Regions from separate parts of the Sus scrofa genome. Here all the other regions are linked to region 1. A link is a contact called in public Hi-C data. All regions are on one chromosome and are shown on one strand. The core of a region is the stretch at or near the end of the contact, and the rest is flanking DNA. Distances in the headings are between cores, read along the strand shown.

Region 1 (4,542 bases), core at 1,722-4,221:
ATATACCGCCTCCTCCCACTCTCAACTCAAGTTGACATAATATTCTTACATATATGATAAATCGACATTCTTAATCCTACCCCACTTCATCTTTTAAAGTCTTGGAGAGAAAAAAGTCTAAAGGGAGAGAAAAGATCATAAAATACACCCAATACCCAAGTGAATATATACAGTCAACCCTCTGTATCCACAAGGGACCTGGGCCAGAGACACTAAAATCTACAAATACTCAAATCCCATAGCTGGCCTTCCCTTCAGTATCCATGGATTCAACCAACCATGGATCGGGTAGTACTGTATTTACTATTGAAAAAAATCCGAGTGTAAGTAAACCTGAGTTTTTCAAGTGTCAGCTGCATTAAATAAGATGTCAGATGCTGTAAAGAAACAAGGACTTCAGATTTCTAACATCTTCTAAATTTATTTCTCAACCCACTAACGGATCGTGACCTCCAGTTTGAAAAATAATGCTCTATAACATAAGAATGAGTCCCTGTACATGACAGTAGAGGAACAGAAGCATCAGCAAATACTCAGGTATAAGACAAACCCCTCCCCAAAGTCATACATACCTTCTCTCTGCCCAGAGATGCAGAGGTACCACAAGGGAGAGTTAAGCCTCTGCAAGCCGCTGGTCAAGGAGAGGAGAGAGAACCAACCTGGGGGAGACCAAGGTTTCACTGAAGTGCTATTACAGGAGTAGAAAGAGTGGGGGATTGTTTTTCTTAACCACCTGGGCAGTCCTCACAATCTCAATTCTTCCCTTTGTGTCAGGCTGCCTATTTCCCAGTGGACTGTCAATACATGCAAACAGGAATTTTATTCTTTTTGAAAATCCTGCACTCTACCCAGACATGACTGAAGCAGAATTTAACAGGAGTTCCCATTGTAGCTCCTAGGAAACAAACCCAAAAGTATTAATGAGGATGAGGGTTTGATCCCTGGCCTCGCTCAGTGGGTTAAGGATGCAGTGTTGCCTTGAGCTATGTATGGTGGAGGTCAAAGACGCTGCTCAGATGTGGCATTGCTGTGGTGTAGACCGGCAGCTCTGATTCGACCCCTAGCCTGGGAACTTCCATATGCCACACCTGCGGCCCTAAAAAATAAAATATACCAACAAATGAGCAGCATGTTTAAATCTAAAATAATCTAGATAGTACAGAGGATAGATAATAAAATACACCTGATACACAAATGAATATATATGATGGCAGATGCTGTAAAAAAAATTAATTAGCTTTAGACTAAAAGCAAAGAATTATCACCAAACACATACCCTAGCCCTTTTCTGTCCAATAAAGTACAGAAAATCACTTGGTGCATAAACATGAATTACCAGCCTTACTTTTCTAGCTTAAAACAGCACAATTCCTTCAACTTAAGAGGCAGAATCATTTTCCACTCACAGAAAAACTAACTTTTTGCAGGGAGAGATTCCGGACGGACACAGCAGCACCATGACACTTAGGTCAATAGTGATTACACTGACCAGAAGATAAATTATTTACACCTGAGCAAGCTCTGGGCAGCAAAAGGTAAAAACATGAAAAATACAGATGGACTTTTCGAGAAGTCATTTGATTATGTGAACTATAATACACGTGACTTTTAAAGACAGGAGGGGAAGGCATAAACGTCTTTTCGCGAGAAAAGACTAAATCTAACAGGAGGCAATGCTTTCCAGATCATTCCAATGACAATGGTTCAACACAGTGAGAATCTACGGACGTTACACTGAAACAGCACACATGTGGAAGCACGGATTCAGAAAGTTTCTATGCTAAATCTAGGCCATGAAAAGGCGCTAACAAAGCCGAATTTTGAAGCTCTAGCAGTCTGCATTTAGAATTAAAAAGGACCAGGAAGATTCCTCTCCTTTAGGAAAGCTGAGCCATAATTTGTTTCAACTTTTACCTATAAAGTGGTGGTGGTGCAAGGTGGCTGATAAGCTGGAGGTTTAACAGGTACCTGGAGGAGGTGGGGCGCAAGTGAATCCTGAAACCTGATTCTCAACAGCAACCGGCCTTCTTCATGTTAACGGCATTTTGAGACAGAACGGTGGGTCGCTAGGCGGTCGCCTAACACCCCAGCCTGAAAACTCCTCCAGGCACCCAGTATCACACTTTTCCACGCTTATACCCTCCCAGCGCCTATCCGCATTTGCTGAATGGAGAGGAACCCCGAATGAATGAATGGAAAAGAGAAGTCTGGCCAGAGACTCGGAGCAGGGGCCTGGACAGCCCTGGGCGGTGCTGGACCCTCGCGGGAGCGGCGGGGACCCTCGGGGCAGCGCAGGGCGCGAGCTGCCCGGGGCCGGGGCCGCGTCTCGCGGAACAAAGGGGCGCGGGGTGGCGGGGGTGCTCACCTCGTCGCCCCACTTGAGCACGTCCTTGTGCCGGTCCTTGACGGCGTGGTAGATGTGCAGGAACTGGAGGATCCCGTGCCGTCGCACGTGGTCGGCGTGGCGCTGGGTCTCCTCCCAGCTCAGGGGCGAGCCCTGGGACAGCAGCCCCATGGCCGCCCCCTATCCTGGTCCCCCGGGCTAGTGGCGGCCGCTCCGGGCTCCGGGCGCGCAGCCCGGGCCGGACACTCAGCTGCCCGCAGAAGGCGAGGGCGGCTTGGCCCCGCGGGGGCGCCCTCGGGCCGCAGTCGGCAGAATGAGGGTCCGGTCCGCTCCTGGGCACGGGGTCCTCGCCGCTCGGGCGACCGACCCAGACGTCCGGCGCACCGCGCGGACAGAAGCGGACGGGAGGGGAGGCTGGGTGGCCCTCTGCCCGACGGCCTGGACCCTCGCCCGCTCGAGTCCCGCCCCGCTCCTGCTCCGAGGCGGCGGCGGCGGCCCCCACAGCCGCGGTGCGCCGGCAGCTCCCGCTTCTCTTTGCCGGTGTCGTGCTCTAGCTTCTTCCTACTTATGACCAAAACCTGCGCCGCCGCGGAGCATGCCCAGTCCGCCTACCCACTAGCTCGCCGCTCCCGTGAGCGATCCGCAGCTCCGGATTTTATAGACTGCGGGCGGGGGCGGGGAAAGGAGGCGGTGCAAGAGAGGAGGCGTGGCCGATCGCCCCCAGGGGCCTAGGGAGGAGGCGGGGGAGGAGTGCATAGGCGTGGTTAGGGCGGAGTCCAAGGGGAGGGGCTCGGCGGCGAGGAGCCGGGTCAGCCTCGTTTTAAGCAAACGCGCTGTGTGAAAATCCGTTTTCTCTAATCCAAAAAGATAAACTCTGGGTTCGTGAAGAAATTTGATTATTCGAATTAATGAAGAATCCACTAGATATTTTTGTAGGTGAGGAGGGTCTCATAAAAGCGGGGCGAGAGCAGCAGGGTGTGGCAAGAAAATTTGTCTACACGTTTTCAGACATGTATGTATTAAAGTACTTGTGCAGTCTCACTATTTGGTAGCAGATGATACAGACACTATTAATTGCAACAAAAGGGGAGTTGTCAACATCTCCGGAAGGATCGTTAGATGAATCATCTCCAAAGTGTATTCCCCATCCAAACCTAAGATTTATCCATTAAGTGATTAAAATGGTGTTCATGTGAGCTTACCACAGGGGTTAGAAGATACTAGAAAGAACTGGGGTTGGCCCTAGGCTGGCGGGAAAGGGAAGGAACCAGGTATATCTCCCCCAGGTAATTTTAATTGTTCAAAAAAATGTGTGACAGAGCCATGAAATGACAGCTGGGGGGAAATTGACAGCAACTGGATCATACAGGTACTGAGGCCTGAAAGCATGTATTTATTGTGCCCACTTCCCTCATGCCACGAAGTTAACATTTAGCAAGTACTTCTTGACTGCTCTGTGGATATATGATCGAAGTTTATTCTCCCACATCCTTATTGGATGTGCCCATCTAGGAGCTTGGGGATATGGATATGCAGGATCTGTCTGTAATGGTCACAGGTGTGTGTTTGTCTGTGTGTGTGTGTGTGTGTGTGTGTGTGTGTGTGTCTGGAGTGTGGGGTGGCTGTGTATGTATGTTTGGAGTGTTGGGGGGTGTCTGGAGTGTGTGTGGGGGTGTGTCTGGAGTGTGGGTGGGGATGTAATGGTGTTTGAGGCTCAGGAGATGTTTCAATCCCCCTTTTCAACAGCCAGGATGAAAACTAAACCTCATTCTAACTTGTCCACAGCGGGATCTTCCTTGTATTCTGCCCACCACCTCACTAGACCTGTGTGGTCCTGGATTTCTCCCGTTTTTTCTGCTTGGAATTCTCCCTGTGACACGTTCTTTTCATTCTTTGAGTCCCAGTTACTCCTCTCTGTACTTTGGTTATATCTGTACATGTCTCTATTTCTACATTATGATAGAATCATTAAAAAAAAAATCTCTATACTATATACTAGTTCCCTCTGGAATAGAGAGGATTTATGCCTTTTGTACCTTTAAAACTGCTTGGTATAAACATTAGCTTCCTATGGAAGGCAGGCCATGTGGGGGTGGAGAGGGACGACATTGTTGGTCACATCCAGGTAAAGTGTCCAAAGGATCATTTTGTAGTTCTCACAATCTCATCTCACATATGCATACCTTGCATTGTTTAAC
Region 2 (4,127 bases), core at 292-2,791, 160 kb after region 1:
TTCAGATGATCAGGTACAGGACCTAGAAAAAGTACCCATGAAATACATTCTTACAAAGTGTTTACATATTTTTATTTAATTTTTTTTTTTTTTTGGTTGCACCCATGGCATATAGAAGTTCCCAGACTAGGGATGGAATCCAAGCTGCAGCTGCGACCTGTGCCACAGCTGTGGCAATCCTGGATCCTTAACCCACTGCACCACAGCAGGAACTCCTACCTATTTTTAGTATCACATTTTTAAGTAACTACTTTCTAATTGATAAGATAGAACCAAAATACTGGACAGAAACAGCAGGTCACCTGGGAGGGAGAGACTGGTGTTCAAGCATTTTAAGATCCCTCTATGGTTTGGACTAGAGCTTTTAAAATTACATATGCAATTTTAAAGGTAAAAGAATAAAAATAGAGCACATAATGTCCACACAGTAGAGTGAAAAAAATAAACCAAAAGACACCAGGGAGAAAACAAGAAACACAGGAAAAGCATCACAAAGGGATCATAAAATAAGACACAAATAAATGCAAATTTACTGTTTATCATAAGAAATATATACTTTTTTCTAAAATCTGAAAAAGAATATACTTCTGATGGTGACAATGCCTCTATCCTCCTGAATGTGACCTTGGAGCAGACCCCACGGATGTGTGCACGTGCCCTGGGTAGCTTCCTCCCTATCTGTCGCCCAGCAGTCCCTCAAGGACCAACGGTCACCTCCGGCATCTGGCCTCAGGTAGCCGTCACCTATTGTCTGAGGTATTTATCTGGGTGCTGGATGGCAAGGGCTTCTGCACTAGAGCATCTCAGAATGCTTGTTTCTGAGGCTAAGGCCCTATTCAGCATGAAAAAGAAAAGGTCCCTCTGAAGAAAACAAGGAAGATGGGCATGGCACCTTCGTTTCCAAGGAGGAGGTTACCTCCAGGGGTGCAGAGTGACCATCAGAACACCCAGCGGAGGGGAAGGCTCCTCCCCAATCTGAGAGCGAATCTCAGATGAGAGACATGAAGGGACAGTAACTCGTTAACAAGTGGGAGCACTTAAATGGTGCATCTCCAGAAAGCCATGGAAAAGAGATTTTATTCTAGGTCCACTAAAGAAAAAAGAACTGAAATACGGGTGGTGCAACAAGGCTCTGAGCACCCAAAGTTTTTACGTGGATTTTAACACCGAGATGGAAATGTTTTGCTGATGTTTTTTCTTTTAGCTTTTAATAAGACATTACTTCTAACAAAAAGGAAAAGATCAGCTTATCCAATTTTATAGCAGGAACTAGAAGAACAAACAGCCTGTTCTATTTTAATGAAGTCACTTCCGTTCCCTTTCATTTCTGCTCTTCTTCTGGTAAAGTTCCAAGGGAATCTTCCCGGCTGGATACTTTCTGCTGCGCCTGTTTTCCTAGCCCAGGAAGTTCTGATAGGAGTGACCCCGCCGCCTGGGGCAGGTGCTGAAATAACCCAGCCCCCCTCCCCGCTCCCCCGTCAGCATCCAGCACCGAGCGCTCTGGCCGCTGTTCTGCCCCGCCCTCTAGTGGCAGAAAGGTGTCGGCGCAGCGGCTGCTCTGCCTGCCAGCCACGCCAGGCTGCCAGGGAGGAAGCCGTCAGCTCTTGCTGTTTCCCAACCTTTTCCTTCCAGTCCTTGCTAGAGTTCTTGTTTCTTGCTAGAAAAGGATCAGCTTTACGGACAGCAGCTGTCTTGGACCTTAGTTTGAATCAAAGTGCCTAAGAAATGTAGGACACCCAGATGCAAAGAACAGGCTGCTTTGCAGGAACCTTGATGAGATCCAGCCCCTTGCCGGGAACCTCCAATTCGGCAGGCATCGTGGAAGCCAGCTGCATGTTGTCAGGGAGAGGGGGCAGGGCCAGGGTTCCCGTCTTCACCACCACCTGTATCTTTCTCACACGTTCTTCTGATGGGGAGTGCATTAGTCAGCCCGGGTTCTCCAGAGACACAATATGATGTATATTTTATTTTATATATGTGTGTGTGTGTGTATGTGTGTGTGTGTGTATACACATATATAAAGTTGTCATAAAAATATGATTTAGAGATATTGGCCAAGATTTGCTTCAACTGAGAAGAAAAGAAAGCACCCAGCCTAAATGTGCAAAAAATGCAGAAGTTCTTAAAATGTAAAGTAAAGGAGTTCCGTTGTGGTTCAGTGGTAGTGAACCCAACTAGCATCCATGAGGACGTGGGTTCGATCCCTGGGCTTGTTCAGTGGGTTAAGGATCCAGCGTTGCCGTGAGCTGTGGTAGGTCGCAGACGTGGCTCAGATCTGGCATTGCTGTGGCTCTGGCGTAGGCTGCTGGCTACAGCTCCGATTAGACCCCTAGCCTGGGAACCTCCATATGCCATGTGTGTGGGCCCCAAAAGACAAAAAAAGTAAAGTTAGTCTTTGGATTTGTTTATATGTGTGTGTGTGTGTATATATGTATATATATACACACATGTATGTCCATGTATATACACACATGTCTCTGCCTTAGTATACCCCTTTTTTGTTTGTGATTTTCAACTATAATCAGTTAATAGAGTATATATTGAGTTGGCTCATGCAGTTATGGAAGCTGAGAAATCCCAGGATCTGCCTTTTGAACCCTGGGAAAGCTGGTGGTGTATCTGCAGTCAGCATCTGAAGGCCTGAGAGCCAGGAAGGTCTGTGGTATATCTCAGTCCAAGGGCAGGAGAAGTCCTGTATCTTCTGGACTCCTGACTCAAGCAGTCGGGCAGAAAGAATTCAACCTTCTGAGGCCTTTCTGCTCTACTCGCTTCCCAAGGGTTGGGTGGGGCCCATACTGGGGAGGACAGTCTGCCTTTTCAGCCCACCAACTCAAATGCTTCTCTCTCCTGAAACACCCTCACAGATACCTAGAAATAACGTTTGACCAGATTATCTGGGTTTTTCTCAGGGTCCGGTCAAGTTACTGAGTAAAACAAATCATCAGAGGGAAAAAATTATTTCAAAGACAAAGTAAGTAGGACCCTACCCAATACAATGCCCCATTTGGGCCCTAGAACCCTGGCCAGCCACCTTCCTCAGCAGGGAATGACCAGAGGAGCACGGCCACTCAGTAAGAGCAGCTAGCACTTCCTTCCAAGGTCGCAGCATCTTTGCTCCAGTTGCCTACTTACTGAGAGCACCAGCCCATCTCTACAACGGGCTGCAGCCCAGCTGGACCCCAGATCAGCGCGGAGAAGCCATGTGCTCCCAGGGCCCCCTCCTCTCCCTCCTGGGCAGGGAGAAGCAGCACTTTGTCGCTCAGGTGAATTGGCAGCCTATGCTTTTTTCCAGAAAACCGAAAATCCTGGCTTAATGAAGTGGCAGTATTTTTGTTTGCATGCACTACACACACACACCCCCACTCCCTGTAGAAACCTCTACAGAGTCAAACAAACTTTATTCTTGTACAGTTTTAATCAGTTCTCAGAATCTGGAGTCCATGCTCTAATTTTTTTAATAAATAATATAATGTATATGAAATGTGTATCTATAGCATGTCTGGAGACAGACAAGACTGAGAGACTGCACACTAAAATGTAGATGAAAGCGGTTTGTAGAAAATCATAACGTACTGGACATTGTTACAAAGCAACCTGGGTGATCACTCAGAACATGAGCAGATGAAAAAGATTGTATTGCCTAAGGAGGAGGTTGCAAAGCCCTCTTTGTGGAAAAGGTTACAGAATGCCGTTCTTTATAAGAACTTACACAAGACTGAACATTTTTGCTGTCCACCCTTGTTTTATGTGTACATACATGTTTGACTGCAAGTTTGGTGCCATACGCCCCCTTGGCCACACACTGCCATTCTCTGTCCTCTGTTTCATAAGCACACTGAAAAATCTCAGCTCCGTTCTTTGGTCTTCCAGCTGGTCCGCCACCTGCTGACTTGACGTGGCATTTATAGCCATTGACAATGACTGGGGCTCTGACCCCAGCATCTCTTGTCCCTTGGTCCAGCCCAGCCAGGCAGGCGGAATGCAGAGAGCAGTATTACTGTAAGAAAAGACAAGGACATTACCAAGAGTTGGGTCAGGCAGGGGGTGGGGTGGTGTTGATTTTCGTCTCTTTGTGGTTTTGTTTGGGATTGGTAGGTTTTGTGGTAGTGTGGTTTTGCTCTTGTTAT
Region 3 (4,339 bases), core at 1,015-3,514, 220 kb after region 1:
TTTTCTTTCTTGCTTGCTTACCAGACTAATGTTTCAAACTCTTGGCAGATCTTTGGCAATGAGGAAAGTCAAGAATTCTACCACTGAATTCTGGAAGAGCCAAGACAAGTCTGATGATCATTCCGTGTGCATATGGGGTCGTTGCAGCCACCTACAGAGCAAGTGAGACAGTACCTGTTGTCTAAGAGGTCGCAATCTTTTGGAGATTAATGTGATACAAAAATAATCTAACACAGGGATGTCTAAGTGCCATGGAGAGGCACACAGGGAATGCTTATTGAGGTCTGAATATTTAAAAAGACCAACCGCATCTTTAAAACAAACTTGTATTTATTAAAATAATCTAGTGTGATCATCTCTGGAAGTCGAGAGAAGATTAAGATGAGGGGGGCAGGCCTTCTTTACTTTTATGATTCTTCTTAAGCAGTTGGAAAATTTACAAGGACAGTGACTTGCTTACCATTCCAGATGCAGGCTCTCAATCAGGAACCACATGAAAGGTGGCACAAAATAGGTTTCTGGAATGCAAGAATGAAGGAAGAGTGACTAAGGTTCAAAGTCCAAGTAACCTCCTGTGAGAATGTAGGAACCAAGCCAGGACAAATAAAAGACAGGGTGGAGTGGGTAGAGCAGTGGAGTTTAGGGATTGACTTGAATTAGGGTTAAGGTGATAATTCCCTGGGGGAAAAAACAGACAAGGCAGTGGTACTTGGTCCCATCCTTATTGACTGGGAAGTGAAAAGCTCTCCTAGTAGAGTTGAAATGATGAAGTGTTCCTCTCCCCACTCACCCCAGGAAAACTGTCTGGTGCAGAGCTGGAACTGAGGCCACACACGCCCCTGCAAAACTAGTTTCAGACCAAAATTTGCCTTGGCCACTGAGCACACTCAGCTTTCAGTCTCCTGCAGAAATATGGATTCCAATGGCTCCAGATTTTAGCTTTGGGATTGTGGGGGAGGTTGTGGAGGTGGGGGAGCCTGGGTGGTGTCTTGGCAGAGGACACAGGCAGAGTTCACTTGAAGGTGAGGGTGTGAGGACTAGTGGGCAGCCAGGTGGGGAGTCAGAGTACACCTGGATGAAACAGTCCATCAATGTGATTGGTTTTGACCTGGTCAGCGACTCTTTGTGAAGGAGCCAGTTTGGTTATTTGGAGATGTAGGGAGAAGAGGGCCAGTTCAGGATTCTGGCCCTAGTCTTTTGATTTGAATCAGGGGCAAGGGAATGGTCACTACCACCCACTAGTGAGCCTCCTGGGTCCTTCCCAGCTACTACTTCTTGGGCTGCAGTCTGCCCTTTGCAAGAGACAGTGCTGGTGCAGAAACGCAGTAGCCTGATGGAGGATGCTCTTCTGGCATCCCCTGAGTGACCTGCCCCACCTCCCCCGCTCCTCACACGTCCAGGCCAGTCACCAGGGGCCAACATCTGGCCGGGCTGGAACAGGCTCAGACACTCATCTTTTCCTGCTCGTTTTTTTGCCTGTGGGCTTCCGACGGGGTGCATGCACATCTGTGAAAATCTCGCAGACTCTCTGACTCCTATGCCTTTGATGGTTTGGGCAGAGGGGTCTCCTATTACTGTGCACATAGACAAGGATTACTGAGGATGCTGCACAGCCTGCAGGCGGTGCCCGAGGACGGGAGGGCAGGGCAAGGGCCCAGGCGCTGTGCGGGGCTGGGGGCGGCCAGCTCACTTCTGGGGCTGCGGGGAGCAGCGCGCACACAAGTGGCCGAGAAAGCCGAAGCCGGGGCGGCGAAGACACCTCAAAACCACACAGAATCTTGCAGCTCCGGCGCGCAAGGTACGCTTCGGGGCGGTCCCGCCTGACCCCGGAAGAGAAAGTGTTTTGGGGAAGGGGAGCGAGGAGAGCGAGTTAAGTAAAACTAAAAATTAAAGTTGTTCTGCTCCCCCAGGCCGCCTCGCCCCTGCCGCCTCTTCGCTGCAGGCTCCTCCAGAGTAGCTCCCTGCGAGGCCCCGAGAGTCCCCAGGTCCCCAGCCTTAGTGGGGGGATCGCGAGCCTCTGGTCGTGGCTTTCCCGACCCTCCAGATCCAGGTCGCTTCGAAAACCCGGAGCAGAGGATCCCTCGAGCCGGAGCCGCCCTGGGCGCGCGCCCATTGGCGCGCATGCTCAGTCGCGCGGCGGCGGCGAGTAGGAAGCTCCGCGCGGTGGTGGTGGCGGCGGCGGCGGCGGCAGCAGCAGAGCTGCGGGAAGGTGGGAGGGGCGCACCGGCGGGCGGGGGCGCGGAGCCGCAGGGGGGGCTCTCGCCCAAGGTGCCTGGGAGCGTTTGGAGCTCGGAGTCCGGCGCGAGGCGCGAGTGAGCACGGGGGCCAACGAGCGCGGGGTGGGTGGCCGGCGGAGCGCAGCCGCCGGGCGGGCGGAGCGGGCGGGGAGCCCGGGTCTCCGCGGCTCGGGACCCGGCGGCGGGCGGCGATGTTCCACTGCATCCCCCTGTGGCGGTGCAACCGTCATGTGGAGACTATCGACAAGCGTCACTGCTCGCTGGTCTACGTCCCCGAGGAGATCTACCGCTACGCCCGCAGCCTGGAGGAGCTGCTGCTGGACGCCAACCAGCTCCGCGAGCTGCCGGAGGTGAGTGTCCGGTCTCACCTGCGCGCCGCCCTCGGGGGAGCACTGCTGAGCCCCTCCAGCCTCAGTCCTCTTTTCCCCTCCCCTCTGGTCCCTTCCTCTCCCTTACCTCTCGTCCACTCTTTTACCTCTGGACCCTGCCGACAGGTCCCACAGGAACCACCTCTGCCTGTATTCACCTGCTTCTTCCTCCTGTACTCCTCCCCCCTACCCCCCGAAAAGTTCCTTTTCTTTCTGTACAAAGCGACTTGCTGTTTTCCGAGTAGTCGCTAGAGCTTGTATGGTTGAGGAAACGTTCTGTGCCAAGTAGTTTAGATAAACATCTAGGTACCAACGCCCCGCACCTGTGATCGGACAGGTGAGGAGCCAGGTGGCTCGGGTCGTTCTCGGCTGGAAGGACCAGGCGCGGCATCCCTCTCCCGGGGCGGTCCCCTCTCCCTGCATTCCCCGATCGCTGTCCGGGGCGCGTCTCCCCCTTCGGCCTGGGCAGGGCGGGGAGGAGGTGGGCAGCGCGCGAGCGAGCGGCGCTATCTCGGCATCTTGCGAAGAATGTGCCCCGTCCCTTATCGCAGGTGGGCCGTGCGGGGAAGAGCTGAAACTGACCCGCCTGCCTGGGTTCCGGGACCGGCCGCGAAGTGGGGGTGGGGGCTGCGGCCGCCGAGCTGTGGGCAGGTGCCCAGGTTCTTCCCCGGCCCCGCTGGCGTGGACCTGTTGCGTGGAAGGAGCTGCGGGGAACGCCAGCAGAGCCTCTGTTGGGCGGGCCAGCCTTGCAGCCGCGATTCCCGGAGCAGACAGGTTCACCCTGCTGACTTCTGCCCTTGCAGTGATGCGTTACCTCTTCCGAGTTGTTTACATCAATTAATCACTCTGCTGAGGCCAGACTTGCCAAGCGACACTTGCTGATTGTGCTTTAGTGGAGGGTCCGGGACTGCGAACTTTTAACCTTCAAGCTTGCCCAGGGAACTTGACTTGAGTAAGCCTTTGGGAGGAAGGTATCCCAAATTCAGGGCTGTGCAGGAAGTCGGTGCAGTAATCCGAAGGTGTGCAGGAAGTAGGGAGCTGCTGGCAGTCGGGGGAGGACCTGAAGGCCAGAGCGTCGGAACTCAGCTATCTTGCTGGACCCTTTGTTAACACAAAGCCAAGACGTGGTTATAGAAACACTCACAAGACAAATGTTCTGGCTTGTTAGAAGGACCGGATTTGTCCTCCACGCCGACATACTGTTTTAAACAGCAGAACTATTTTTCTCAACATTTCAAGTGTTGTTATTCTTCTTGGATTAACTTTCCTTGGTTCAGTGTGGAATTGATTGGAGGGTTTGCTCCTTGCAGTCGTGGGGATTATCCTCACTAGGATCTTTGCAAAACCCCCCAGGCTTTATTTAGTTTAGAAGCAGAAAAGCCATCCAGTTCCCTCCGGCATTTATTATTTTGCAGGCATTTTCAAACACATAGTTTTATCTGGCCTTCAGCTCCCTTAAATTTGACTTAGAAGTCATGAGCTCGCTTACTGCCCTACGTTTTAAGGAGTTTTAGGCATTGCTGTTGCCAGGAACACAGAATATGTAATTTAAGACTTTTCAAGGGCTTCAGAATGAAGTTATTAAAGATTGAGTGAAAAGCTGTTCAACTAGAAATGCTTCAGTGCTCTTTGTGGTGTTTTTGTTTGTTTGTTTTCTTTTGTAGAACTGGAAGATTTCCTTTGACTGGATTGGCTTTTCACTCCCTTCTGCAGCGTTTGTGGGTTTTCCCGTAA

Evidence for each region. A called contact is a pair of places that touch in the nucleus more often than the background predicts.
Region 2: a contact with region 1 is called in a Hi-C map of skeletal muscle, with 4 times the contacts expected there. The contact joins the enhancer-like site here to the promoter of GCLC in region 1. A contact is called at or near these places in 2 of 5 promoter capture datasets (fetal skeletal muscle and skeletal muscle), 9 of 47 Hi-C or Micro-C datasets (embryonic fibroblasts, fetal heart ventricle, heart right ventricle and 3 more) and 2 of 2 datasets of contacts at active chromatin or transcription factors (alveolar macrophages and skeletal muscle).
Region 3: a Hi-C map of skeletal muscle shows a contact between it and region 1, with 6 times the contacts expected there. The contact joins the promoter of LRRC1 here to the promoter of GCLC in region 1. A contact is called at or near these places in 8 of 47 Hi-C or Micro-C datasets (embryonic fibroblasts, fetal skeletal muscle, heart right ventricle and 4 more) and 1 of 2 datasets of contacts at active chromatin or transcription factors (skeletal muscle).

The regions. Positions count from the first base shown.
Region 1 is chr7:27,207,997-27,212,538 of Sscrofa11.1, reverse strand. It overlaps GCLC (glutamate--cysteine ligase catalytic subunit), which reads right to left and starts at 2,971. Exons shown (of 16, transcript XM_003482164.4): 1 at 2,366-2,971. The coding sequence starts at 2,515.
Region 2 is chr7:27,049,780-27,053,906 of Sscrofa11.1, reverse strand. No RefSeq gene overlaps it. Among named protein-coding and RNA genes, the nearest start is that of KLHL31, 37 kb to the left of the region's middle. Within about 2 kb of position 1,541, at least 21 of the 83 cell types and tissues checked have an H3K27ac peak or open chromatin away from gene starts, as enhancers often do. A contact at or near this core is called in liver and skeletal muscle, where this site is marked.
Region 3 is chr7:26,987,589-26,991,927 of Sscrofa11.1, reverse strand. It overlaps LRRC1 (leucine-rich repeat-containing protein 1), which reads left to right and starts at 2,264. Exons shown (of 14, transcript XM_001927688.6): 1 at 2,264-2,587. The coding sequence starts at 2,429.